2 separate regions of the Columba livia genome follow, and region 2 is linked to region 1. The links are chromatin contacts, called in public Hi-C maps. All regions are on one chromosome and are shown on one strand. Each heading gives the region's core, a stretch centred on a gene start, on an enhancer-like site or on the middle of the called end of the contact. The rest is flanking DNA. Distances are from core to core; before and after follow the strand shown. Region 1 has its middle 110 kb from the start of UBASH3B. Region 2 has its middle 96 kb from the start of SORL1.

Region 1 (3,240 bases), core at 452-2,951:
ATAATCATTGCTCTGTCAATGTATACAGATCTAATTTTAAACACCCTAAGATGCTGGATATTTATCTGGAAAATGCAAAGAATGCATATTCATTACTGTACAGGGAGTTACAAAGACAGAAAAGAATTGATCGACCATTTATTGAAAATTAATTCTTTTCCCAATTCACAACTGGGCTGTAATTTCACATGAGGCAGAAAAATAAGCTGAGCCAGGTAATTTTTCTAATTCATTAATTCCAGGACTTGAGCAAGTGTCCTTTATGAAGAGGTATGCTTTATGGATGCATATAACACACTTCTGCGTGGCCATAATTTGTCATACATCTGTTGCAGCGTTATCTGCACTTAGAACAGTCACACTGAGGGATGCCCACCCTATGGGGAATTGCAGTATATAAAGAATACTGGTACCCACGCTCCCCATGCAGAAACATCCCTGGCATCTCCCAGCCCACCGTACTGACTCCTGCAGGCAGCGATTAGTCTGGGATCAGCCTGTAAACTCAGTTCTCTCACACTGAGACAGTCTCCAAGGACACATCGTGGTACCCAACACCATCATAGCACTGGCTATAAGGATGCACCTCCGCACTTGAATAACAGCCTTCTTTCTGACAGGAAACCTTCTACAGTAAATAACAATTAAATAAACAAAAATGGAAAGAAAGAGCTATCAAGTACTCCTATAAAGATGCTGAAGGGAGTGGAGCATCTCCCGTGTGAGGAAAGGCTGAGGGAGCTGGGGCTCTGGAGCTGGACAAGAGGAGACTGAGGGGGGACTCATTCCTGGGGATCAAGATGGAAAGGGGGAGTGTCAGGAGGATGGAGCCAGGCTCTTGTGGGTGACAACCAGTGACAGGACAAGGGGCAATGCGTGCAAACTGGAACACAGGAGGTTCCAGTGAAAGAGGAGAAGCAACTTGTTGGGGGTGAGGGTGGCAGAGCCTGGCCCAGGCTGCCCAGGGGGGTTGTGGAGTCTCCTTCTGTGCAGACATTCCAACCCGCCTGGACACCTTCCTGTGTAACCTCATCTGGGTGTTCCTGCTCCATGGGGGGATTGCACTGCATGAGCTTTCCAGGGCCCTTTCAACCCCTCACATTTTGGGATTCTGTGACTTCGCTACAGAAAATCTGGTTTTGCAGGAGTTCCAGCAGGGCCCCTCCATTTTGCCCTGATTTGCCTTATTCGGGCTTCGTTTTCCAAAGCCCTTTGTTTTCCAGGCTGGGTTAGATCAAGGCCTCCCCGTTTCCCATCACATCCACGTCTCCGTGCCCCTGCTGCTGCTATCGGAGCTGGGGCACAGCCACCCCGAGCGCCTCATCTCAAGGAAACATTTGCATTTTCATTGGCACAGGTACAGCTTTCAGAATTCTTTCAGGCCAGGCCAATTAAAACAAGCTGAAAACTGCTGAGTGAAGCAGTTTCAGCAAGGATCTGCTTACATTCCCCCTCTGAAAAAAGCAGGGGGCCCACTTTCTGTAACTCTCTCCCTCTCTGCACAGCGTGGGTTTTGCTTTTTTTCCCCTTTTTTCCTTTGCTTTTTAAGGTGGAATAACTTGTGCCCTTTACACGGCGGCTCTGAGAGATGGGTGGCACAACCTCGAAATGCAGCTTCATTCTAAAACCAGAGCCTGGTCTCTTAATACCAAATCAAGGCATGGGAGAAAAGGGGGAAAAAAGAACAAAACCCACCACCAACTCAAAACCTAGTAACTCTGCACAGATTAACACACTTTACCTCCTTCACAAGCCTTGCATGGTATTTTCTTGAAAAGGAATAGAGCCTCATAATTAGCAATCAGTTGAAGCCTAAGGCTTTTCTACCACCGCAGAGACTATTCAATGCCTACTGGCTCTACTAACGCACTCGTATTACTCTTGGGTTTCTTTTTGGACGGCCTCTTTCAAACCTCAGACGTGTTGTAAATGCGTACTGACAGGTTAAAAGATACCGTTTTGATACTCCTGAGAATGAAAGAAAACCAAATGCTGCTTCATTTTATACCGATAATCCTCAAGCGCTAGAGCAAGGAACGAGGTTCTAGGAGCAATGAACCATCTCAGAGAGTCCCCAGGTAGGACCAACACTTGTTCTGGAGGGTCAGGTTTCTTCTGGATCCATTTGAAGTTGATCTGGATTTGAAGGAACCACAGGACCCAGAGGAATCCAGATCAAAATGTCTTCCTACTCACTTCCACTTCAAATAATCTCACCTTGATAAATAAGCGCTGGGTTTATACAGCAACCTACGCAATGCAGTTCTCATCAATGCCTGTGCGATGCTACCAGGAGTAATATCATAATGCAACCTTGACACATAACCTGCTCACCTCATCATCACAGCATTACTAATATGTTAATAAGAGGAACATAGAAAGAAAACAGGTGACAGCTGGAGTAAACAGTGAAAGATTTGAGACAACGGAAACACCAGATTTCTTAGATCATCCCTCAGAGAAAACAATTCTATTTGCTTTCAGAGCCCTGTTCTAGGAACGAGCTGGCCCAAGGGACAGGAAACTAGGACATCATGACTATTCTGGATCAAAATCCTCTCCTTTTCAAAGGCTGCCGGGATGCTCTTTCCAGTGACCTCCAGCAGCTCAGCTTGTCACCTGCTGCACAGGTGACCACAAAGGCCATTTATTGATTTAATTAGGGCAGACAAAGAAAAGGCACGGTCAGTCCCTGAAGCACACGCAACACGCGGCGAGCATCCTGTGATCCCAGCTCTGCTTGTCTAGAGAACGGGGGACTATTGATCCTTAAAAGTGCGAGCAGATCCCCAACTTTAATAACAATAGATAACAGTATCTGACATTCACATGGTAACTTTTATGTTGGAGTGTCATGAAGTGCTTGAAAAGACACCCAGACGCACAAACCTCCTTCCTGGCCTGCTTTACAGCTCCACCTCCACAATGGCCTCTCTTCCCAAATAACCTGCAGGTTCAAACAACCCCCAAACCTTTTATCCAAAAAGTAGTAACATTTTTGATCTTTTAGAAAGATTTCTTACTCTCTTTCCCACACCAAGGAGCCTCATTTTGTTCTATTTTGACTCATAACCCCACAGGGGAGAGAAAGAAAAAAAGAAGGCAAAAAAAGCGCAACACAATAACAATCAAACAATATCCTCCGTATTAAAATATCCTCCGTGCAAAGAACGCCTCTCGAACTATAAGAATCAAATGTATATTAAAACATCCTTCATGCAAGGAACTCCTCTCCAGCTA
Region 2 (3,422 bases), core at 900-3,399, 130 kb before region 1:
GCAAAGCACTTGCGGGGGGTCACTGACTCAGAAGTTGTTCGTCCCAACTGACCACTTCATGGTGCCAGGCGCTGCATCAGTGTAGATTGCTCAAGACAAGTCTATACTTTCATTAACTGACTTTAAATGAAGCAATGCAAGGTAGAAGAGAAAGAAATAGCAGTATCAGGAGAAACATCTTGCATGAGGCTTAAGCCAAGACCCAGGAAGAGCAATAAATTAGAATTCACTTGTTAGCCCTGGCCCAAGTGAAGATGCAGTTATCATCCAGTTGACTTCAATGAAACATCTGCTATAGCAGTTGGACAGCTATTACCACGGCTTAGGTCTCCCTTCTGAAGCCATCCCTCAATAGCAGCAGCAAAGTCCTGCACTACAACACCCATCCTTAAATCCAAGTTTCAACATCGTTGCAAAAAGCTGAGAAAAATATTAACAGCAAAGAGACAGATGGTGCAACAACAAACCCCCCTCTCTGTTCTTACTTATTTCCACTGCTTTTACTTATCAAGACAGCTTCCCCAAAAGCATATCACATTTGAACTCCACATGTTAGTTCCCTGCCTGCTAGATGGTCCAAAGAAAGGACTAAAAACCTTCTAGAGATGATGGCACTAATCTGATGACCTGACAAAGCTCAAACCAAGAACCAGTTACTAGGAAATAAAGACAAACCGTGGCTGCCATCCAAAAGACTCATAAATCTAAACATCTCCTGCTTGGACTCTTGTTGCAGCTTTAATATTTCTCCTACGTTGTGAAGATTGTTCATTATTTCTTTCACCTCTCTGCCTCTTTCAGGATGTCAGCTCCATCTGCCACCACGTATCAGAGCGAATCTTGGCAAGCACAGTTCAGGTGTTCACTTTTACCCTCCTTCTAAATTCTTACACTTGACATCAGGCTTAAGAATAGTTTTTACTATTTTTTTCAATCAACATTCTGCAATCTCCTCACCTCTTGACTTTCTTTTTGTCTGCCTCTCAATTCCCAATCACTCTCTTCTCGTCCTTCATGTCATTCTTACCTTGGAATTACTGAAAGCGATACGGAAGATAATACATCATTTTGCTTAGTAATGTTTTTGCTGAACATCTCAGCCGCCACTTTAGTTTGCACATTAGCAACCAGAGAATAAACTCTGATTGTTTTGACACTTCACCATTTGGAACCCTTACCACAGGTAGGACTGGAGGCTTCAGCATTCAACTCTGCCTCTAGGAGCGAAGAATTTCGCTCTTTATTGACTTGTACTTGGCTTCTCCTGTACAAATGTTTTCTGAACTTCTTTCATCTTTACCTTACTGCTGTTAAGCATGTCATTTCCCAACAACAGCCTTTACATCCACACGCAGCCCAATTTCCTGCCAATATAATATTTTCATTTATGTCGACTGGATTACACGTTGCTCCTACCTTGCCCCCAAGTTGCTGCTCATTTTCTGAGTCAGATAAAGTTATCGCACAGTAGACCGGACAGATTTTATTCAGCAATTGCATTCTTTTATGGAATTCCTTTATATTTTCACATTATTCACCATAGTAGGCTGTAATTCTCCTACAGTATAAAGCATTCATCAAGACAAAATAGAAACATGTGAGCTGGCACTAACAGATATGGTCAGCCCTTCCTCAGTCTCTTCCCAAGAATTACTAGAACCGACATATTGCACAGAAGAGAAATCTGCCATTTGTGGGATGACCAACCTGTCAGTAGGTGCAGCTTTCTCTTTTGTTAGATTAATTAGCAGCCATCTCCTTCCTTAAACACAAGACTATAATCCTTCCAAGGCTCCCAGCCTTATTTATTACTGTAATTGGCTACTCCTCGTGTATTGTTGTCAGTAGATGGCACTGTGACACACACTCTTCCAGGTTCTTTTTTGTTACCCCGCGAGCAAAGGTTTAGTTTTACAAAATTTTTGCGTTATAATTGGTTTTGTTTATGCGCTGTTCTGCAGCCCTTCGGGAGCAAACTGTGGAAGCAGCAAGATAATTTGCTCCCTGCATTTGCCCTGCTCTCTGATTGAGGTCAGTTCTTGAGCCAGAATCAGTCTCTGGGTACCAGTCACTGAGGCTGGGTTGAGATTCCTATAAGAAGGGATTATCCTGCATATTATTTGACCACTCTTGCTCCAAGACTGGTACACCAGTCTAAATAGGGCAATTAAACTGGAAACGTACCAATATTCCCTTCCAGCAGAAAAGCAATCTGTGATGCCCAAGTTATCTTTTTGCCCTGGGACAACAGATAGACATTGCTATATTTAGAAGAGGACTCTGTTCTCCAAATGCAAACAGATATAAATTTGTCTAGTCCTTTGGTTTCTGAAGCTGAATGCTTAATGTTGGCAACCCCGACTGCAAATTCAGAAACCCACGAGTTCAAGCGCTATCAGTGGCAAACATGGTGCCCTGAAAAACAACTCAAAATCTGATCAGTTTTTAGAGATGTAGACTATGGCTACTCTAAGACATCAGAAACCTGTGGAATGTCAAGACAAAAACAGAATAAAATTCAGGGCCAAAATATGAACTGAAATGCCTTCAAATTGGCTTGATGGCTGTCACCTTCAGTGTCAGATGCCTTAACTTATTTGCCTTCTGTTGTGAGGGAGAGAATAACAAATAGCATTATCTTTTACCCATATTTAAGCTAGGACGCTTGATATAGTGATACCTAGAAATCTCAGTGAAGGTAGAGAGTCCTGTTGAGCTAAGCGCTTTTCAAATGAGATAGTAAATGGATTTAGATGAAAATGTCATCAACCGATTTCATAAAAAAAAACAAAACCTTCTCTTTTTAAGAAAAAAGATGAGAAAGATGGTTGAACATTTATCAACGGATTTTCACAAAAGCACGTTTAAAATTTCCTTGTATTTCCCCCCCCCTCAGTTTTAAGTAGAAAAATCACCTCTACCTTTAAAAATTTGGTAATCATTTCACAATGAACAGCATTTGATGAATGAAAAGACAGCAACAAATAAGAAGAGAAATATAAAGAGTATATCAAAGAAGTAGTGTTAGCATAAACATCTTTTCTACATACAAACATACGCCTAGAGATTCATACACACATATGCACACCATGCATTTAAGTGTATAAAATATCTTTATGACCTCACAGTATGAAATGCCCTTTGCAAGTAACCTCAACGGTTGATTAGCAAGTGTCAAATTAACAAAGAGTGATCAGTAAATATAAATATATATCCTATAAAGTATAGAAAACCTTTATGAAAAGGTGTCACTAATAACTCCCTACAGCAGCAAGGCTGCTGTTCTACTCCTACATGACTTTTAGAATCAAAGAATGCCAGAGAGAGAACAATAGTTCAATAGACTTTCATATCTGACCACAAAGAATAAAACATACTCTTCAAACTGTGACTGGCTGGTCGTAACACCCATGAGACAAGGA

The links. Hi-C and Micro-C count contacts between places; a contact is called where the count stands out from the background.
Region 2: a Hi-C map of crop shows a contact between it and region 1, with 2.5 times the contacts expected there. The contact joins two enhancer-like sites. A contact is called at or near these places in 2 of 2 Hi-C or Micro-C datasets (crop and liver).

Annotation. Positions count from the first base shown.
Region 1 is chr24:5,098,257-5,101,496 of bColLiv1.pat.W.v2, reverse strand. No RefSeq gene overlaps it. Among named protein-coding and RNA genes, the nearest start is that of UBASH3B, 110 kb to the right of the region's middle. Within about 2 kb of position 1,701, at least 2 of the 3 cell types and tissues checked have an H3K27ac peak away from gene starts, as active enhancers do.
Region 2 is chr24:5,231,323-5,234,744 of bColLiv1.pat.W.v2, reverse strand. No RefSeq gene overlaps it. Among named protein-coding and RNA genes, the nearest start is that of SORL1, 96 kb to the left of the region's middle. Within about 2 kb of position 2,149, at least 2 of the 3 cell types and tissues checked have an H3K27ac peak away from gene starts, as active enhancers do.